2 separate regions of the Callithrix jacchus genome follow, and region 2 is linked to region 1. The links are chromatin contacts, called in public Hi-C maps. All regions are on one chromosome and are shown on one strand. The core of a region is the stretch at or near the end of the contact, and the rest is flanking DNA. Distances in the headings are between cores, read along the strand shown. Region 1 overlaps AUTS2 (activator of transcription and developmental regulator AUTS2). Region 2 overlaps AUTS2 (activator of transcription and developmental regulator AUTS2).

Evidence for each region. A called contact is a pair of places that touch in the nucleus more often than the background predicts.
Region 2: a contact with region 1 is called in a Hi-C map of skeletal muscle, with 5 times the contacts expected there. The contact joins two enhancer-like sites. A contact is called at or near these places in 2 of 3 Hi-C or Micro-C datasets (both in skeletal muscle).

What each region holds. Positions count from the first base shown.
Region 1 is chr2:5,643,189-5,649,294 of calJac240_pri, forward strand. The region is part of intron 5 of AUTS2 (activator of transcription and developmental regulator AUTS2); the gene reads right to left. Among named protein-coding and RNA genes, the nearest start is that of GALNT17, 370 kb to the left of the region's middle. Within about 2 kb of position 2,998, at least 13 of the 16 cell types and tissues checked have an H3K27ac peak or open chromatin away from gene starts, as enhancers often do. A contact at or near this core is called in skeletal muscle, where this site is marked.
Region 2 is chr2:5,915,149-5,921,254 of calJac240_pri, forward strand. All of the region lies in intron 4 of AUTS2 (activator of transcription and developmental regulator AUTS2), which reads right to left. Among named protein-coding and RNA genes, the nearest start is that of GALNT17, 640 kb to the left of the region's middle. Within about 2 kb of position 2,908, at least 3 of the 16 cell types and tissues checked have an H3K27ac peak or open chromatin away from gene starts, as enhancers often do. A contact at or near this core is called in skeletal muscle, where this site is marked.

The DNA.
Region 1 (6,106 bases), core at 1,748-4,247:
AACATGTCTATGAGATGATACACAAAGCAATTCGGCTCATTCACATAATGATTTTGCAATTTCCTTGACAGATCGTTATTTTGGAAATGGTATTTTTTTGTGGTATTTGCAGACATGCTTATTTTTCAATTTTCTTCCACAAATCAGAAATGCCTGTTATTTAATGCCAAGTTTTTCCTCACGAAAAAATGTCAGCCAACACTCTAAGAAATTAATTTTTTTTAAAGATTAATCCGATGACTCTCAGATCCCTGTCCCTTGCAGTAACCAGACGACCTTGCTGTTCAAAAAGACACAAGCCGACCTGCCCCCAAATCCGACCACTATGCATGCCACCAGCATTATTTCCTTTTCATTTTCTAGAGAGCATGTCTGCTAATTAGTACAGTGGCTTGAGGAAGGTGAAATAAGGCTGTTTAAATAGTAAAACTAAAGCCAATTTAAATTATACACCAATGTTCTGGAAAAGAAACATGAAGTTGGTTTGAAGGAAAATGCTGTAACGTTTCAGAAGCATGGAATATTTCTAGAACTGGAAAAATTAAAAATTAAACATCTCCACTACTTAATGTGAGGCTGTGTGTGCATTTAAAGTTACAATGGGCAAGCTATCCTGTTTCCGCTCCACAACCCTTGTGAGAAATCACTTATCTTTCGCACTTGATATACAGAGATGCATATTCTGAGAAAGCACAGCCTAGAATGTGGAATAAATATGGAAAGAGGAAAATAAAGGAAATAGGGGGAGGGTGAATTCTGAAGTGCAGCATATTGTGACTCTGGGCTGGCTTTTAGGGACAAAGAGGATATTCAAGTTAGTCTTTCCATGTCATACTGGCAAAGATAAAATATTCCTGTGTACATCTGGGGGACGTGTTCTAGTTCTCGATGCAAGTGATATAGAAAGACATAAAATATTTTTACTATGACTGTTTTTTGCTTTATTTAATTTTAACATTTCTTTTATGGGGGTCTTCATATGATTAACCAATCAAGAAACCAATGAATGTACGTGCAAAACAAGTACTGAAGTGCATATATTTATACCTGCAGTTTAACAGAAGCTCTAGACAGGTTTTCTATTTTTCAGGAATAACAAAGAATACAGTGCGCCTTCCTGACAGTATCTTTCCATAAAAACAAATTGCCAAAACAATGTTAACGGGGAGAAACAAGTTATACATAGATCAACAATACTGAGTTATAAAGACAAAAATTCCATGTTATATTACTATGTGAGATTTCTAGGAATGTGAGTTTCCCAGCTATAAACTTAAGATATCCCTTCATGAAAAAGTGTCTCTTAGAATGGCTTAGATTTCTTCTGGAATGTAAATTCATATTAAATTCACGGCTTACATGATTAATGAACTGATATAAAGAGAAAAGAAAGTCTGTTTATTAAAGTGTTTTACCAAACTGGCATAACCTTTGAAAATTCTGGCATTCCCTATTAAAGCGAGTCTTAACTGGGCCCAAGAAATTTAAAACCAAATTACTGTCTCCGAATGCAAAAAGCATAAACATACCTTGAAGATCTTGTTGAAATTTTTTGTCTAAAAATTAAAACAAAACAAACAAAAAAAAAGCATAAACAGGGAAAGGAAACGGTTCCTGACCAAGTTTTTATTTGCACTTGGTGTATGTGTATGCGTGTTCCAGGGAAAAGGACAGAGCTGAGGGTAAACAGGCCTTTTGCTCTGCCACCTTTGTCAGCTCCACTGGGCTCCACATGGGATTCTCAAACAGACACTGTGGTGATCCTCGTGTGTGAACCAGACTTGAAGATGTCATTACTATGACGCCGACCAGCAGGTTATTAAGGAAGGAAGTCTGAGCGGACATTCAGAGAGGCTTTGGAGTGCATCTTCGATTGAAAGCTTTCTGAGCCCTTACTTGACTGATACAAGTAGTAAGGCTGGACACCATGCCTCTTGCGACTGAGAAAGGGGTGTCTCAGAAAGGCCTCCACAGAAAAACACTCCTAAGATGACGACGGGAAGCATTCTGGATCCCTCCTGTCTCCCAACCAGGTGGTTACAACTGCGGCCGACCACTGTCCTAACAAGTCAGGCTTCTTCCTAAAATCTTAAGGGGAAACGACACGAGTACCCTTTGCTTTTCCTCAATGAACTTTCCTTCTACTTAGGCTTTTAGAACATTTGTAGAAATGATGTGGTTCCTTGGGTCTTGATCTTGGGAATGTTTACCATTTTCGTTGCTTTCAGAAAATAGTATGCATTTCCTTGTATTACCTGGATCATTTTCCTGGCTTTCCTCCCCCCGCTTAATCTAATGGAAAACAGGTGAGCCCAGAGTGAGCAGGCGAGTGGAGCTCTTCCTTCTTTTTTCTCTTTTTTTTAACACGGGGCACCTCTACCCGCTACAGACTTGAAGATTTTACTCACTTCCTTTTATCCCCTCGGCCCGGTTTTGGAGGGTAGGGGCATGAAGTGGTTGAATCTAAAACTGACAGAAAACCATAGCTCTCTTTTGGCTGCTTTTTATTTAAGGGGAAGGGGAAGAAGTTTTTTTTGTTTGTTTTGGATGTAAAAAAATATTGCTAGAAGCCGTAGTTGGCGTTTAAAGAAAAGTTAAATAAGAGAAACAGAAAGGAGGCGGGAACGCGGAGAATAAGGAAAACTTATAAAAGCCGTGCTCGCAGGCGGGGTGGGTCCCAGCGGATCCCGCTCCAGGTCCCCCCTCACTCCCTTCGGACGCAGACCCCGGGGGCCGCCCTCCGCGCCCGCACAGGCGGGAAGGGAAGGGGGGCTTTCGAACAGGAAAAGAGAAACCTCCTGCAAACTTAAGCGCGAGTTCTTTCACCCGCTGCCGAACCCGAGCCCAGATCTCCTTCCGATTCCCTGGCAACGCGTGCAGGCGGGATTCCGACCTCGGCGCGGGGGAAGCGTGACCCCAGGAGCCGCCAGCGCCGCGCCGCGCCGCGCCAGGGCCCCCAGCTCCAGCGGACGCAGGCCCCGGCCCCCTCCCCGCATCGGAACTCGGTGGCGAACGCCAGGCCCTCCCGGGCTGACCGCACAGCTCCGGGCCCCGCGCAGCCGCTCCCCAGCCGAGCCGGGCCGGCCAAGGGAGGAAAGTACAAAGGCGGGCGACAGGGCCGCAGAGGGGGGAGAAAAGCAGGGAGGAGGGGTGGCGAAGGGGGCCTTGGGCGCGCCGGACGCGAGGAGCCCGCCCTGGCCACCCCTGCCCGCCGGCTCGGCCGCCGCAACAAAAGACCCCCGACCCGGCCGCCTCCCTTCCGACCGCAGGTGGCGGGTGAGCGAGCCGCGCCCCGGGGGCTGCATTACCTGGTCGCAAAGGGTCAAGCGGTCCGGTCAGCCCCAAGTTCATGGTTTGATTCCTTAACAGGGCTCCAGAAGGGCGATCGTCAGAGACCAGGAGGAAACCACCAAAACACACGAAGAGAAAACGCCCAACTCCCGACCCGGCTCCGTGCACAAGAGTCTCTGGGCTGCTTCCTCGCCGAAGTCCGAGAGCGAAGGCACCGAACCAGATCCGAACGGGGCAGCAGCTTCGGGGCGGCGGAGAGCCTGCGCCGCGCGCACACATCCAGCGCGGCCAAGGCCCCGAGCGGCGGGAGGAGCTCGCCCGCGGAGATCGCCCGGCCCACGCTTGCCGCTGTCTCCCGGCTGCTCCTGCGGCGCGCGGGGCCGGGCGGGCGCGGCGGGGGCTCACGAGGCACGTCCGGGGCCGGCTGGCGGGAGGGCGAGGCAGAGAGGAGCGGCCCAAGCCGCCGCCGTGGCGCGCGGAGCTAAGAGCGAGGCGGCGGCGGCGACAGGACAAAGGAGACCATGTGCGGAGGGAGGGAGGAGGGAGAGGGAGGAGGAGGGCGCGCGGCGGCTTCTCCTCGGCAGCCGCCCGGGGCTCCCCAACAGCCGGTCCCGCCTCTCCAGCCGCGCCGCGGGTTGCTCGGTCCTGAGCCTGCTGCCTCCGCGGCGCTGGGGGGAGCCGTTTCGGGAGTTTAGATTTTGTGCGGATCTCGCCGGCTCGCGGCCCGGGAGGCGCTGCAGCAGCTGGGGCACGGGGTGGCGGCGCCTCTGGCCGGAGCTTGCGGGCTGGCGGGCGAGCGCCCGGCGATGGCTGGGGTCCGGCCCGCGTTCGGCTCGCGGGCTCCTGCCTCTCCCGCCGGTTCACAGCTCAAGTGAACTCCATCGGCGGCCGCCGCAGGCGCCCTGGCTGGACGGTGGCAAGTGCGGGCGGCGGCGGCGGCGGCGCGGGGGGCCCTTGCTCCGGACTTCACTCCCCGACTGCGCGGAGCGCGCCTCCTCTAGACGCTCGCAGCTCTCGGAGCGGGACTTCCTCGGCGCGCCGAGCCCGAGCCGCCCGTGCCACCGCCCCTCCTCCGTCCCGCCCCACGCGCCCCGCCCCTCGCCGCCCCTCCTCTCGGCCCCGGCGCCGGGTCGGCCCTACGGAGGCGAGATCCCCGGGCGCTACATCGACAGCTGTTGCTCCCCGCGTGGCTCAGGCCCTCGAGTCCCCCCGCCCCGGCTGACTTCCCCGTGGGCGGGCGCGGCGGGAACTGCACCTATCCTTGCCCTCCCCGCAGTTGCTGCTTCCATGATTGTGCCATGCCATGCCAGGGAAAGGCTACTAGGCCCGAAGCCTGGGGTTGAATTGCCACCAAGTCAGTCACATCTGCAAAGAGCAGTCTCTCTGGGCGGTTGTGAGGGTTCAGTGGGAATGTCATATATGTGAAAGGCCTGTCACAGTAGGCGCTCAATACAGAATAATAATTGCATTGAGGAAAATGGAGAGGAGGATCAGGGTCTGGGTCTCAGAACACTAAGGTCTTCACCTAACCTCCTTCCCCACCACAGCCGACTAAGCGCAGTGTATTCGGTTTCATGAATAAGTGAGAGCATGAACTGGCCACTTACAAATCCTCTCCTCTCAACTCCTCACAGCCTCTGACATCTGCACACTCTGCATCCACAAAAGGGGAGCCTGTTGCTTCCCCTGGCATCCACCAATGTAGGGAAAGAATAAAAGCAATGCCAAAGCCTCACTACGTGGGCAGCAGTTATGCCTATCATCCTAACCTGTATCATGTCTGTGTCCCCTGGAGCAAAGTGCAGTGCCTCAAGAGGGTGTGGGGTTCCCCTGAGCAAGCCACTCCCACCAGAATACACCTGGGGAGAGGAAACCCTCTGAAAACATCTGGAGTTTTAACTCCACACCTGCAGCTTGATAAGGTCCCTCCTTGGTGCACAGGAAAAGCTGCTGCAATTTTCCCAGTACAAGAAAAAGGGCAAGCAAGGCCTAGCTTGCAACTGGTAGGGTTCTGGGGTACAGCAGGAACACCAGGGTGGGGTGAGAGGAAAATTGCAGTTCCTGAGTCCCCTCCCAGTGCTACTGTTACCTGGAGTGTGGCTGTGAAGAGGGGAAGGGAATGGGGTTGGGAGAGATGCATGCCACATACGAATGACATGCAGACTGAGAGTAATGATGGCTGTTCCTTGACTCTTTGAAGTTGCATATCTATCACTATTTGATTTCATGGTACTCTTGAAAAACCTCTCAAGTTAAAAAAATGGGGGGGGAGTGCTTGCTGTATGGCATACTTCCCCATTCTCTAGCCTCTAATTTTGGAAATAAGAAGCCCTGTCTCTTTCTAGCCTCAGCATCCCCTCCCCCAAACCCGTAGCACGATGTGGTGTTATCCAAGTCTTTTTAAAAAGATAGGTAATAGTGATTTTTCTCTAGCACTGCCTCCTGAGAAGTCAAAAGAAAAGGCATCTCAGAAGGTGTAGGTTTGGAGATGGATTTTCCAGTTGCTTACAAGATGTCACAGAACCCAGCTGTGCTCCTCAAGCAAGGGGGCATTCATTCTGAAGCTGTTTATACAATACCAACATAGCTCAAAGGCACACATGAAATGTTCAAGAAAAGACATTAAAAGGTGTTTCTTTTGGAACAATCAAAATGGAGCAGGCAGTTTTCTTATCTTGTTGCTCTCGCAAAATGAGTGTCCCAGGGAAGAAACTGCCTGAGCTTCTGCTGGATCCTCTACAGGGTAAACTGAGAGCACGATGGCCTGGCAGCTTAGCTGACCAGCTGAAAGCACTTGGCTCTCCAGGGTGCTTTC
Region 2 (6,106 bases), core at 1,658-4,157, 270 kb after region 1:
AGATATATTTCGCTTCATCAATCAAATTAGAAAAAAACATGTAAATGCTGACATGCAGTGTTGGCAAGGCTGTCGTGAGGCAGACACTCATATAATTCTGGAGGAATGTCAATTTCTATTTGGAAAATAATTTTGCAATATGCATCAGAAGAAGAGAAGTATGCATCAAGAGCCTTCGCATTTTCCATACTGTCTAGCTCAACTATTCTCACAAAGGAACAAAAATGTCTATAAGAATTTGTTTAAAAATTTCATTATGGAATTAGGAAATGACCCAATAATCCATTATTTATATGGCTACTGTCAACACATAGCAAGAGCCAGGAAATCTGCGAAGACAGACTTCTCATACATTCACGTTTCTGACCGCACACCAAACTCCCCCTCCTCACCCCCGCGTATGTGTAGGCTTTAGTTTTCCAATTTTACACCGAAAGAAGGGGCCTTAAAGACATTAAGCAACTTGTCAAGAGTCATAAATCTGTAAGAAAAAGATCTGGCCATTTGAATACTGGTGTTTCTGAATCTCTGCACTAACCCAGTACGCAGACTTCATAACCCTAAATGTCGCCAAATTGGGGAAAAGGTCAAGGTGCCAATGTTGTGCTCACCCATTAAGTTAAAGTTTATAAAGAATTTTGCTGAAATGGAAAAGTGGTCACAGTCATAGGGAAGTTTAAAAATCCTATCAGGTTGGTACAAAAGTAACGGCCAAAACCGGACCAACCTAACAGAAGTAACCTTGGGTGAGTTACATATCTTCCCACAGGTTCAATTTCTTTCCTTCCCTCTCTCCCTTCCCTCCCTCCCTCCCTCCCTCCCTCCTTCCTTCTTTCTTTCCTCCCTTCCTTCCTTTTCTTTCTTTCTTTTTTGAGACAGAGTCTTGCTCTGTTGCCAGGCTGGAGTGCAGTGGTGCGATCTCGGCTCACTGCAACCTCTGTCTCCCGAGTTCAAGCGATTCTCCTGCCTCAGCCTCCTGAGTAGCTGGAACTACAGGCAGACACCACTGCGCCCAGCTAATTTTTTGTATTTTAGTAGAGATGGGGGTCTCACAATGTTGGCAGGATGGTCTCAATCACCTGACCTCATGATCGGCCCACCTCAGCCTCCCCAAAGGGCTGGGATTACAGGTGTGAGCCACTGTGCCCAGCCCAATTATTTTTTTAATCAATAAAACAAGGGTGACAGTAACTATCTCTGAACATAGCAGTAAGAAGAAAATACATTAAAAACTGCTACTTTCATTATTACTACTACAATGAAGGAAACAAGACACATATAATTACATATACAATATTACTTTAAAATTGCTAAGCACACATATAGAAAGAAAAAAAAAAGACTGGAAAAAATGCACCAAACACTTTATTTCAGAGTGATGAAGAACTTGGGTAATTTTAATTTTCATCTTTACATTCACTGTCATTTTTATCTCTAATGATTACATATTATTTTTCAGTTAGAGGAGAAAAAGATACACACGCACAATGACATATAAACGTCACCCGTGTGATGGAGTCCGGGAGGTTCCCACGGTTGCTGATCTTCAGAGGCCATTGATGGCAAAGAACAATCCCACTGTTCTCAGATCAGATTTCTCTGCTCAGAGGCTTCAACTGATGAGGCATCTCTGGTGCAGCATGTCTCCACTGTGACTCTTTTGTCCCGCTCACAAGAGGGAAAGACAGGTGTTTCTATTTGGGTTCTGCCACTTAACAGCAGAGGCTGGGGAAGTTACTGCACCTCACTGTGGCTTTGTTTCCTCATCCATAAAATGGGAATAATAATATGGAGCCCCTAGGTTTATGTGGATATTAAGTGAGGAAATACATTTAAGGGATTAACCGTTCTCAGCCATGGTAAATGCCAAATACATGCTTATCATCATCACTGCTATTACTTAGGCTTGTCTAGTCTCAGTGTTCTATGAAAGTCTGCCACCAGGCCAGAAACAGTGGCTCATGCCTGTAATCCCAGCACTCTGGGAGGCCAAGGGGAGGGAATCCCTTAAGCCCTGGAGCTCAAGATCAGCCAGGGCAACATGGTAAGACTGTCTACACACATTAAAAATGGCTACTTTCATTATTACTACTACAATGAAGGAAGCAAGACACATATAGTTACATATACAATATTACTTTAAAATTGCTAAGCACACATATAGAAAGAAAAAAAGGCTGGAAAAAATGCAGGGGTCCCTGTGTGAGACCCGCTCATTCTCACTTCCCTGAGCATTCCAGCAACTTGGTACTTTTAACACACACACACACACACACACGTGTAAAATAAGAGAGATAGCCACCAAGCTTGGGTGACAGATCCCAAAGAACACAAGTGCCCCCAGTAATTACCCTGTGCACCCCAAATCCCAGGGAGGCCCAAACGATCCTTAGCCTCCAAGGAGCTTGCCTCCTTTTCAGGTGGTGCCTTGGAAGGGGCAGGCCAGCCAGACAACAGTGGTAAGGGCCCAGTGTTTCTGCCAGGAGGTGAGAAAACAGGAGCACAGGCACAAGGTCCTCTGGACTTTGCAGCTTGTCTGACATGCCCTTCAAGATAGGAGAAAAGCAGACGGTCATAATGAGAGGCCCCAGGCTCAAAGGCTTCTGTGGGATGAATGGAATAAAAGAGGAAACCTCCACGCCATCTCAGGCTGAAAAGCTCATCCTCCCCAGTTCAGATAATGCACACAGAAGGCAGCTCACGCCTGTCTCCCATTTGGAGAAACAGCTATTTCCAAAGCTTCTGAACCACACTCCACTGTGCCTTGGAAAAGGAACGTGTAAGTAACGGTTTGCAAGCTGCCAAGAGCGTGGGTTTCACAGCGCACATTGCAAAGCTCACGCCTGTCACTGCAAGACGACAAGTGTGCTCTCCAAGTCTCTCTCTCCCCTTCTAGATCTTAAAGGGTTACGCCTGGAAATTGCCTCGCTGTGCTTCTGGGACAGTATGAAGGATGACTGCCATTGCCACGGTCAGCTATGACAGCGCCAATTTGATGTGCTGCCATCAAGGGCCTTCTAAGAGCTGAGCGCCCTGATGGTTTTGTGATGCGAATAGTCACATTGCAAAATGGTTTTCCTCTCCCGCTGCCTCTGCCTCCATCTGCTGCTGGGCTAAAGGCACAGCCGGCTGCCTGCCTGTCACAGCATGTATTAAAATTAGCTGGGGAGGAGGCACTCAGTTGTGCTAATTACATTTTAATCATTGGAAATGTGTTGGCAAATCAAGCCTTGATTGCCATCTCGGAGTCTGTCTCCTCCAGCAGAGTGGAGGGGCTGTCTGCATTCGGCAGGGCCTGCTGGGCTTTCTCCTTTCACAGAAGATAGACTGGGGGCCCTGCTGGCCCACCACTGAGACCGCTTTGGCACATTATTAAAAAGCCACAAGGCTTGTTTCAAATCATCCCTGTGTGAGACCCGCTCATTCTCACTTCCCTGGGCATTCCAGCAACTTGGTACTTTTAACTAGAGCTTTAGTGGGCTGCTGTACCTTGCAGGCTCAGAGTGTGTGTGTCGGAAGAGGGGGGCAAGGGCGCAGGAGGCTGCAATCATGTCTTCCCAGCACCTGGGATCAAGACAGGGCCTGCTGACATAAGGCACTGTCCCTTGAGAGTGGACCGTGACCACGGCAGGCGCTGAGCCAGCAGGGCTGTGGTAGCAACTGGGATGAGGCTGTAGGCGAGAGAACATATTTTGTAGGCCGTTGTGGGTTGCTGGATGGGTTCATGGAGCTGAAGATCATTGCTTCTTCCTGGAGTTAGGGAGCCAGTAGTGAATTAAGCTCTGTGTTCCAAGAGGCAGGAAAACCCAAGGAGAGCCCCTTTTCAAGCAAGCAATGCCTGCTACTGCTGACAGGTGCCAGAAGCCAAGAGGAGAGAGAGAGCATTGAGCTTGGTCAAGGCCCATTCAAAAGAGCCCACCTAGAGCAAGCTGCTTATTCTTGCTCACCAAAATGGGCTGAGGGTGCAATCGTTCACATTAGAGGTGCTCACTAGTGGGGGACTTCCTGTTTCCTGGGGGCCTGTTACACACAGGACACAGAAAGAGAGTCCAGATGATATAAAATATGAAACCTACCTTATCTCCTATGTGTGACAGGTTGCTGTGGGTTGTGCTATTGAAGGCAAATACTATTGAAGGTTTAGTTACATTTAATCAGACTGGAAAGTGACAAATCACATGTATCTTCCTTTGTAAAAACTTGCTCCTGTACCATAAATTACAGATTATATTACAGTGTCTAAGAGAAAATCTGAGTGAGAAAAAAAGACATCTGCATGACAGCACAAACTAAAACCTTACGATAACATATGAAGGAGCCAGCCAGGGACAAAAGATCCACAGAGCCACTGTAACCACAGAACCATTCTTGAGTGGGAAAGAAGGGCTTCTCTCTCACATATAAGGTTCAAAGAAAAGCAGATTTCAAAGTCAAGCTTCAGAGAGGTCTGAAAGGATCAGGGCAGAACTCAGCCACTGGCACTGTATGAGGACAACAACATTCATTTCTGGATTGGTTAATGTCTGTGTGTGCGCCCACAGAAAAGCACCAAGAACCTTACATATGGTCTGATCCAGCCCACACAAGGCTTGTTTTTCCCTGTAACCATTGATTTGCTCTCCCTGTAATTGTGACATAGCCACAATATAGATGTTTCCCCACCAAAACAGAAGAGAGAAAGAGAAAGTGCTAGAGATGTTGGGGTTGCTGTGACCTTGTAACAACCTATGGAATGGAGCCGCTTAGGGTAGCCACCTGGGAGCCAAACGCTGCAGATGACTAGATCCTAAACAATTGATGTACCAGAACACTTTTTTTTTTATCTGCAGGAGTAGAAGTCACACAAAATACTCTATGTGGTTTTCCTGTTTCACTGACTTCACATGGTCTAGTTTCAATTGCATGAAAACATGGAAATCTTAATAAGCCTACTACCATCACTGTATATGCGACTACTTCCTCAAACTATGCAATGTCCTTGCATATATTCCATCAGCTCATGCTTCAGATTGTGCTGTTAGGCAAGCAGGGCCGGCAGTCTGACTGTAGTTTCTAGTTGACATAAAGAAGAAATCAGAGAGGGGAGCATGACTTGTCCAACGCTCTACAGCTAGTGGTGGCAGCACCAGGACTAAAGCCTAGGCGGCTCCCAACCTTCATCTCATCTTTGTCATGAAGGCATTGTCATCGGGTAATGGGACAGAGACCTATGAAGGCCACAGAAAGGGTATAAGAATGTCTGAGGTGGGGCTCCTTGAGGATTGGCAGGTTAGGTGAACAGACCTCTCTCGGAGGAGTTGACACTTACCTCTGAGGGAAGAGGTGAGAACCCCGAGGAATAAACTATTTACTCTGTGTTAATATGCTGCCATAAAATAATGACATCAACCCAGTCCCAAACTGAAGCCCACCAACTTTGGAGCCACTGACTGGGAGACTTGGTAACCTTTGTTCCAGGCTGTAAAGAAATCAGACAGTCCAGGAAGCTTATTAAGTAAACTAAAGACCAACTGTAACTCCTGCTTTGAGACCTGGAGATTCACCCCGGTAGCCACTGGGGTTAAGCTATACACCTGTTCCCCTAAAAGCATCCTCTCATGCAGTCGAAGCCTGAGACAGCGATGGGACAGACATCCGTAACTAACAAGCCCTTTCAGTGTGTGTCAGGCAACATATTTTACCACCCCCTTTCCATGCCATATACTCTCTTTCTGGGCAGTGAGGAGAATCCTCTTTCTCTACTTTGAGGTCTCATAATTGTCTCCCCACTGCTAAACCTCCCTCCTGACGTCATGTTCTGGAGGCCTGTCAGATAAATGCAGGCTTAATATGTCTGGCATCCAGTTTGTGACCAATTTGCAAATGCCTCTTGCCTCCCAGTTCTAAGGGACAGAGTTGATTCAGTATTTGTGCCCAGATCACCCATGTAAAAAAATTCCAATTCTGCCAGTCCCACTGCTGATTATCCCCGATAGGAGGAGGTCACTAATTGTATGTTCATCTGTACAGAAGCTTTGCTGGTGTTTTGTTTGGAAAATGTCTCCCCTCATTGAGTCCTTGGAAGAGCATCACAAGTAGTTCACTGCCTGTGGACCCGTTACCCTAC